3 separate regions of the Mus musculus genome follow, and all the other regions are linked to region 1. A link is a contact called in public HiChIP or PLAC-seq and Micro-C data. All regions are on one chromosome and are shown on one strand. Each heading gives the region's core, a stretch centred on a gene start, on an enhancer-like site or on the middle of the called end of the contact. The rest is flanking DNA. Distances are from core to core; before and after follow the strand shown. Region 1 holds the start of Clcn3 (chloride channel, voltage-sensitive 3). Region 2 overlaps Mfap3l (microfibrillar-associated protein 3-like). Region 3 overlaps Sh3rf1 (SH3 domain containing ring finger 1).

What was found. A called contact is a pair of places that touch in the nucleus more often than the background predicts. HiChIP or PLAC-seq counts read pairs in DNA pulled down with a chosen protein or histone mark.
Region 2: a Micro-C map of embryonic stem cells shows a contact between it and region 1, with 4 times the contacts expected there. The contact joins the enhancer-like site here to the promoter of Clcn3 in region 1. A contact is called at or near these places in 1 of 39 promoter capture datasets (pre-B cells), 1 of 15 datasets of contacts at CTCF or cohesin (the NIH/3T3 cell line), 2 of 484 Hi-C or Micro-C datasets (cerebellar granule neurons and embryonic stem cells) and 1 of 9 other capture datasets (macrophages).
Region 3: a contact with region 1 is called in an HNF4G HiChIP or PLAC-seq map of pancreatic cancer cells. The contact joins the enhancer-like site here to the promoter of Clcn3 in region 1. A contact is called at or near these places in 3 of 39 promoter capture datasets (the HPC-7 cell line, cranial neural crest and pre-B cells), 1 of 115 datasets of contacts at active chromatin or transcription factors (pancreatic cancer cells) and 1 of 9 other capture datasets (adipose tissue).

What each region holds. Positions count from the first base shown.
Region 1 is chr8:60,981,865-60,984,834 of GRCm38.p6, reverse strand. It overlaps Clcn3 (chloride channel, voltage-sensitive 3), which reads left to right and starts at 1,524. Exons shown (of 13, transcript NM_173873.1): 1 at 1,524-2,059.
Region 2 is chr8:60,658,522-60,661,491 of GRCm38.p6, reverse strand. All of the region lies in intron 2 of Mfap3l (microfibrillar-associated protein 3-like), which reads right to left. Among named protein-coding and RNA genes, the nearest start is that of Mfap3l, 27 kb to the right of the region's middle. Within about 2 kb of position 1,576, at least 12 of the 459 cell types and tissues checked have an H3K27ac peak or open chromatin away from gene starts, as enhancers often do. A contact at or near this core is called in embryonic stem cells, where this site is marked.
Region 3 is chr8:61,264,205-61,267,174 of GRCm38.p6, reverse strand. The region is part of intron 2 of Sh3rf1 (SH3 domain containing ring finger 1); the gene reads right to left. Among named protein-coding and RNA genes, the nearest start is that of 1700001D01Rik, 23 kb to the left of the region's middle. Within about 2 kb of position 1,579, at least 58 of the 459 cell types and tissues checked have an H3K27ac peak or open chromatin away from gene starts, as enhancers often do. A contact at or near this core is called in pancreatic cancer cells, where this site is marked.

The DNA of each region.
Region 1 (2,970 bases), core at 275-2,774:
TATCTTTGTTCACATAGTAACCAGTTGATGTATGACTTTACCCGGTGTCATGGGGCAGTAGACAGAGGGGAGGTTCCGGCCAGATGGTGTCGACTCAGACAAGATAGCCTTGCCTGCGCCGTCCTTGCATTTTTTCATTTTTACAGTCAAGCTGTTCTTAGGAATGTCTTAACAACAGCCCTGTCTGTTCTGCTTTGTTCTCGGCCCCAGGCCACGGGCTCATAGACAACTCTTTTACATGAATCACAAGTTACAAAATCTCATTTTCCTTCAGGAGTACTTACAGAAAGGCTTACATCTAACCTGGAAACAGTTAAAATTATTTCTCTGAAGAGAGTAAAGATTGAGAACTACTAGTGTGGTTGGATGTATGCCAGAAATTAAGTATTTTACTTCTGTCAAGCTTGAAGTAGAACACAGCACTTCTGGTATGCCACAAACTGTGCCCACCACATGTTTTAAAATAAATTATTCTCACAAATCAGTGTATAAGTGTTACCAAAAAACCAACCAACCAAACAAACAAACGAAAACAAATGTATAAGTAGACAGTTTTCTTGTCTACTTAAAGGAGTAATCTTTCACAAAAGAACTAAAACAGTTCAGAAGGAATCTGTCATCTTTATAGAAAATAGATCGATTGGCTATGACTACTGCTTTTAATAAAAAATCTAGACGCTCCCCCTGCAAAAGAATCAGGCTACATGTCAGCAGTGAGAGCTCAAGTCACACTTAATATATGTAAGACAGTAAATATACTAGGACATTAGTATTCATTAGGCGATATATAAATATACATGAGACACTCAACCAAGACATGTCTTAATTCTGCCACCCAGTGGCGACTGCCATCCTGGTCCCACAGGTCTTGTCCAGTTACAAACACTGCACCTACCTGTTCACCAGGCTCTTGGGCAAGCTCTGGCCGAGGCCAGGAATTTATTTATGCACCTCCCTGCTGAGTCACAATACAGCTCCTTGAGCAAGGGGAACAGGCTTCCTATATATTGTGACACACGACAGGAACCCAGTATGTAAGACCACGTGGAACCCTCAGCTCTTTGGAAATGCATGGTGTCTAAATTTGGACTCATCAGGATTTTCTTTGGTATTTTTTTGTTAAAGCGCATAACCTGCGACGGCGCATAAGGCTGGATGATACCGTAGTACACTCTGTACACCATTACAGGCCCTGTAGCATTAGACGCGGCTCTGGAACCCCGGGGGTCATACGCTCGCTTCCGCCTGCTTCGGCTTCTCACCGCTGAGCGGAAGCCAGGCATTGCCACGATGCCGGGGACCGCACACTTCCGAAGCGCTTTCTCCGCCGGGGAGAACGTGAGCGACGTGAGAGCAGGTGGCACCTCGGCCGCCCAGCGTGGCCTTCGAGGCTCCCCTAGGAGGTCTTCTCCCGGCCACGCCCTGGTCACGCCCATCGCTCCATTCCGACCAATAGGCGCAGAGGTGCCTCCCAGTGCGGCCGTGGAAGTGCTTGGACGGTGGGACGCCGAGCGGCCGTTCACGTCAACGCGCTGACGTCACGCGCGTGCGACGCACCTGTCGGGCTCCGACTCCTGCAGCTTCTCTTCCAGTTCAGCGGGTCAGGGCTGGTCGCGGAATCGCTCGGCTGTCACCTCGCCAGCTCGTTGCCGGTGCGCTCGGGGCGGGCCGTCCGTCCGTCTGTCCGGAGGATGAGGCTGGAGTGGGCGGAGGCGTGAGAACCGCGTTACTTTCCTCCCGAGGTGGAGCGCGACTGCTCCTGTAGTCCTTGGAGAGCGCAGTGAGCCTCCAGTCGGGGCAGAGGCGGGTTGGTTTGAGGGCCCGCTGGAGCCGGAGGATTGAACTTCACCCTGAAACCAGCCTCCGCCGGTCCCACCTGGCCGCCTTTACGTAACCTCTCCTGAAAGGCCGGTAGCAGTAAAGTCCGCCGGGGTGGCCACCCGGCAGCGGTGTCCCGGTGAAGCTCCCGGGGCGGCTGGCGCGCGATCGCAAGCAGATGCGGGGTCCACAGGCAGCGCAGCCACCAGCCGCCCAGCTTGCTATGCCTCTGAGCTGCAAGGTGAGTCGCCAGCTGTCAGCTTCACGCCTTGACGGTGGACCGCGAGGCCGGGCTCTGGCCGAGGTGCCCACCTACCTGCTGTCCAGCCCATTAAAATCTCTCCTGTTCCCTCCCGGAACCTTCGAAGGACCTATACGTAGAATTAAAAACTAGGAACCAGCACAGAATTAGTCTTGAATTTACAGTTTGCTCAAGTTTAAAAACGTTTAGGTTTTTTTATTTTATCTTATTTGGTCTTTAGACTTATGCATATCAAATCATTTTTTGTGTGGATATTTGCGTTTTGGTAGTAAACTTGTTGAAACAGAAGTTACTTTAGAGAACTTTTCGTCCTGTGTGCTTTATTTAAAGTATGGCGTTTTAAAATTAGACCACAAGGAAGTTAATTGCATATTCATCGGGTGTGTTCTAATTCTAGGCCGAGATTTCGATTTCCTTTGAAAAGGATGACTCTTTAAGACAATTGGACCAAACCTTTTAATACCTCTCCGCGTGTGCGAGTATAAAATTTAAAAAGTTCAGTTCTGCAAACTTTTTTTGAGCCGTGTATTCAGTTCCTGCACGATCACTGTGGCTTATATATAACTGATACTTTGTAGATGTACTTTTTACCCATGAAAAATTTAGATTATTTTCCTTGGGTCAGTTTTACATACCTCTGTAAATTACAAAAAAAAAAAATGGTTTTTCAGTTCGGGAGTATATACAAGAAGTCCAATGCTTATGTGGATGTTGTTGAGCAGTTTTGAGAGGTGCTGTTTCTGCTGATGTGTTGTTTGTTGTTTTTTAAATATGGCTTTAAATTTAAGTGTATGACGTATGGGTATTTTCTCACATTGAATGTTTATATGGTGTTGACAGAATTTATCACAGATACTGTTCAACCCCTGCCCCTTCCTCTCCCTTTGCTA
Region 2 (2,970 bases), core at 327-2,826, 320 kb after region 1:
TGTGTATATGCATGAGTGTGTATATATATATGAGTGTGTGTATGTGCGTTTGCTTGAGAAAGCAGAGAAGCGAGAAATTACCCTCTTGAAACTTGAGTGGCATGCACCTTGCAGAACTGGTTGGTTAAAAGGCATTTCTATTCTATGAAAAGATTCTGGGCTACATTGAAGCAATGCAAGGGCAGTTCTAGTCAGTTTTCTCCTATGCTGCTTAGTCAAGAAAACTCTTGAATGATTTCAACAACAGAGTATTATGTAAAATAAATCCACACAGAAAGGAGATTTTTAAGGAAGGGGGTTTAAAGAAAGAATCTGTCATCTCTAACAGTCAGGCATATTTTCAGGGTCTTGCATAAGTAGACTTTCTTGAAATACTTATTACTTTTATTATGTACACCTCTGATGGAGGTGTTAATGTGAATTTAAATGGTTTAACATTACAGTAAGAAAGTACGGTGAACTACGTTAAAGAATTAGCATGTTTGAAATAGTCGACCCTTCTCAGTCATGTAGCCATTTCCACTCATCTCCAGCAAAAGAAAAAAAAATGGAAGGCGGTACATTTCTGGCCAGCTGTGCTCATGCATGTTTGAATTCTGGAACTCAGTTGGTGGACCACCCGAAACACACTTTTAGTGACCTTCCAAGCTGTAACTCTCTCAAATGGAGATTACACATTATCCTTTCCTGCTTCATTTCCTGGAAATGAACTGAGGAGTGTCAGGAAAGCCAAGTGAAGCAGCTGCTGCTGCTCCTGTCAGGACAGGAAATGGCCCCGTTCTTCCTAGCACAGATGGGACCGCCATGCAGAGCAGCTGTATCACTCTTTCTGCATAAATGAGAAAGGAGATTGTTTCTTTCCAGGCTAATCACAAAGCCAATGGGAATCAGCTCCTGTGAGCAACCTGACCAATGATTTTGAAAACTTTTGTGTGTGCATGACACATGCACCCTACAGCAAAAAAATCCTAACTCTAACTAGGATGATAGTGGTTAAACTGTCTCTTCTCTGTGGGGCTCTTCCCACACTCATTCTAGCTGTGTTAAATGCACACAATATTTCTCATTGGTTGAGACCTTAAGGCTATACAGACTCCAGTCTGCCACAGGGAAGACAACAGGCTTTGTTCTGGTTGTGTAGTGTCTTCTCCAGCCTTCTGACTTCCCATCTGCGTCCCTGAGGACCGGCAACATCTCCCTTACATGCTTATCATCAGGACTAGAAGTTTTACATATATACTTGGTACACGAGCTTATGTGTAGAAGTTGTTAATGAAGATGATGCAAATTTGATTAATCTAGCTTAAACAGTCCCCCTGTAGGCACATAAACTCCTACTAATGTGATACCAGCATGATATTCATCCTGTAGCCAATCACCCTTTTGCTCCATTACTAATGAAATGCTGCCCAATTTAAGTCCCCAGTGTACTGGCTTGAAAACAGAAGTCTATGCCGGTGTTATAAAATGGACATTTATATAATGAGAAATTAAAGGCTGTGGGCCCTCCCAGGCTGCCCCAGTTCCATGGCAGTGCTAACGCTTCCTGAGGAACTCTGCCACTTCCCACATGCTGCCCACTTGCTAGGTGTGATGTTTGCTGCGTTTCCCCGTGTGCCTTGTGTTCTGAAATTACTATTATTACGCACTGTAATTACAAAAGCTGTGCGGGGGACATCAAGTACCGGCATTGCACATTCTTTTCGAGAAATTGAAAATCCATCTTCTTTTATGAGATTTAAAACAGCTAGCTGATTTATCAGCAAGTCTACAGAGAAGATGTGAGGCCTGAATGATGCTGCAAATTCCCAAGCACTGGGTGGCTTAGAGTCTACAGACAGGATATTCTAATAGGCCACTTGAACTTCCACAAGCAAAATGCATTTAAAATGTCACTACCATCTAGTACAGCTCAATCACCTTTACAGGCTGATGAAGAAGGCAAGCCAGGGTGTCTGCTGGCTGAGACTGATTTCATGGTCCCTAGGACCTTTGCAGTGAAGAAACTGTGCATTTCTCTGAAGCTGTAGGTAGTACTATGGAGCAACATTCAAAATGATGCGACTGAATTTCCGGCTCCCGTATTATGTTGTTACCATGGGTTTCTTCCTCTCTAGGACTTGGTAGCTAAGAGCACAAACTCCTCTTTAAATACCAAGGGGTATCATTTGTTTCACAGTTCTCTCGAAAGGTGAATTCCAGTCTGGAGTTCTTGTTCCTTTCAGTTTAGTCATCCTGATGTCCCTATGTGCCACACCCTCTGTTGGGGTCTACTTGACAGGCTGAAAAAAGTCTGTAAGCACTCAATGAGGAAAAGAGTTTCAAGGAACCTCACCTCCTGGAGTTTTGGTGTTCTCATTTACCCATATACTCATACTCTATTCCCGCGTTAGTCTGGTGTATGAATCTATGCGCTCTCTTTTAATATTTTATTATAAATGCCTTTTAAGATTAAATTCTGTTATAGTTAAGCCTCCCCATTGCTCTAAGGTCCCAGAAGCCTGCAAGCTTGAAATCTGAGCTTGAATTCCGGCAGGAATACAGAAAGGAAGTTACCTATTCAGTTACTAATTAAGCATTACAAAAGATGGAGCCAGTAACTCAGAGCTAGTCTGCAAAATATTTACCAAGGACAGTAGCAATTCTCACCCAAACAAGGGAATAATAGAGCTAGGGAATCCCACTGAGACAGAGGTCTACTCTACAGCTAGGTATAGAGAGCTTCATATTAGAAGTAAGTTGGTATATTCTTGTGTAGACCCAGGAAATAGGGTGTTGGGGTATTGCAGTATTCATGAAAAGATCTGCTAGTGCAGAACCCCTGGTGGTGGGTTTAACAATAGACCAGTTTACAGCTGGCTCCCTTCTTTTGTGACAGCAGCCTGGTCCTCATCTTCTTTTGATGTATACATTCTTTCTGTACTGCATCACTGTAACTTGGTGGATTGTATTTTGCCTGGTTTCTTGTTA
Region 3 (2,970 bases), core at 330-2,829, 280 kb before region 1:
CCACACCATACCATACCATACAATACAGCCACACATTGACAGAGTTCTTCATGCTCATAGACAAGTTTCTTAGACTTTCCTGTCTAGTTTTCTGATGAAAACTTCCACAGATGTCTTTGGCTCTGTAGTGTTTGTTATTGTTGTTGTTATTGTTTGTTGTTTGGTTGTTTGATTGGTTGGTTTTTATAAAGCATCCTTTAAAAAAATTCTAGAGGTTTCCAAGGGTGCAAAGCAGAAATAACTCAAGTAGGTTCTAAGACCCACAATGGCCCCATCTACAATCAGACTGGAGAAATGTTCAGGCCATAAAGGTTGTGAGGCTCCTGTCCATAGCTGCAACTTATACAGCTATAGACAGGCTGACACATGACTACATTTTTGTTTTTAATCTCAAGATTGAGTTTTTCCAGAATTTCCTTAAGGTCTCCATTTGGCTAAACAAAGATATCTGAATGACATCACTGTTTTCTAATAAAAATAAATTATATTTCAATTCCAACTTCATCTATAGGAAAATAAGCTCATATTTGTAATGTTTCTTCCTTTTCTATTTATAGGAGAGGCATATACAGAATGATTACATTAATTAATAATTAGATTACTAGGAGCTGGAGAGATGGCTCAGCCCTTAGCACCGGTTGCTCTTGCAGAGATCCTGGACTCAGTACCCCATGGAGACTCACAATCATCAGTAAACCCCATTCCAGGCACCTAGTGCCCTCTTCTTATTTCAGGTACAACATAGGAACCAGGAACATATGTGGTACACAAACATACAGACAAAACATATACATAAAGTAAAATAAACACTTTAAAAATAAATTACTGTCAGATACAACCCAATTCTCTAATACTTTTCTGGCCTCTAAATGATCATAGGAACAATTTTCTGAATCTTCAAAACAGTATGTGAAGTTTGCCAAAGAGATGGCACAGCAGAGAAAGGTGTTTGCCGCCAATCCCCATGACCTGAGTTCAATCCCCAGGGACCCATAGAGCTGAAGGAGAGAACCAACTCTACACGTTGTCCTCTGACCTCCGTGGCATGTGCGCACACATACAAAGTGTAAATCGGGCTACTGACTGCTCACTGGGCAAAGGTATGGGTTGCCAAGCCTCACAGCTTAAGTTCAAGCCCCAGTACCCATGTGGGTGAAGAGAGGAACCAACTCCCCAAAGCACACTGTGGCATGCATGTGTGGATGTGGGGGTTAGAAGACAGCTTTAATCATAAATAAATGTAATTTAAAAATTTAAACAGCATTTGAACATAATAATTCTACAATACATGAGTTTTTAGTTTTTAGTTTTTCAAACTGTGCTCTTTAAAACATCTATAAATGTGGATTGATGTACTTCAGTTTAAAAAGCTAGTCTGCAGTCACATACATGATGTGATGTGAGGCCACGGTGCCTCCCTCCCTGTTAGGCCATGATGCGCACTGTCAGAAGTCCCCAAGCAGGGAAGTCACCGAGTTTACTACCATCAGTGTCTCCAGAAAGTTTCCCTAGCCCCCATATGCAAGTGAGAAGAGGGAAATGACCAGCAAGTCCCCACTGAGGATCCCTCACGTAGGAAAGTGCTGAGCTTACTCATCAGAGCTGGGAACACAGCCAAGCGCAGCTTAGCCTCTAAGTGTAGGGGATAAATAAACAGAAAAGCATTTGCAAATACCAAGTGCAGAATCAAAGCCAAACTGCAACTATGATTAAAATTTACTCTAGACAACACAAATATGAAAAAGGTTCTGTTGTCTATTATTTTTTAAAATGTAGTATTCTACAGGGCTTTCATCAGGGCAAGTCTACATAAACGTGACTGTGTTTGTAACTAACACGCATGCATCTTGTCCCTCGGATAAAGCTCTGGAAGGCCCCATTCACCATATCTGAGCAACAGAACTTGTAAAGAATTTTTAATCTATGTGTATGAGGGTCTGCACGCATGCACACCACTGACAGGCCTGGTGTTAACAAGGCCAGAAAGGCGCATCAGCTGCCCTCGAAGTGGAGTTACAGTTAGTTGTGAGCCACCGGGCAGGTACTGCCGGAACGGCAAGTGCTCTTAATCTCTGAACCATCTCTTCAGCCGACAGGCTCTTTAGAAAGGCCCTTCAAACTCTTTTTTCATGTGATAAGCAAGCAATGACACTCAACTAAAAGAAACTAAAGTCACCTTTGAAGGATTAGGAAATCTTTGAGATGACTTTTATTCTGGGGTTTTGGGTTTTTTTTTTTTCTCCTTAAAATTCTACAATATTTCAACCTAAATTTAAATTATTTCTCTTTAACCTAAAGATATAACAAGTACTAACTATTTAAATATTTCCAAATGCCTTCAAGTAATATCTTTGTGCGTGTGCACGTGTGTGTGTGTGTGTGTGTGTGTGTGTGTGTGTGTGTGTGTATGTGTATGTCTATTGAGGTCTCACCTGTTCCAGGCTGGCCTTCAATTATCTATGTAACAGAAATGACTTGAATTTCTATTGCTCCTGCTCCCAACTCACTTTAGAGCAGTGGTTCTCAACCTTCCTAAATGCTGAGACCTCTAACACAGCCCCTCATGCTGTGACAATCCCAGCCCTCATGCTGTGATGATCCCTGACGATCCCAGCCCTCATGTTGTGACAACCCCAACCATAATATCATTTTGTTGCTACTTCATAACTATAATTTTGCTAGTTATGAATTATAATATAAACATCTGATCCGCAGGATATCTGATAAGTGACCCCGAAGCAGTCTCAACCCACAGGCTGTGAGCCACAGTGGGCTGTGAACCCACAGGTTGTGACATCACACCCATTTGTGTGGTGCTAGACTAACACTCTACCTACTGAGGCCCATAACTAGCCCAAGTGATGGCCTTATGGACTTCTAGTCCATAAAGAGAGAAAGAAAGCGGCTGGAGAGACGGTCCAGAGGTTAGGAGACCTGGGGTCTTGCAGAGAACCCTAGTTAGGTGGCTTA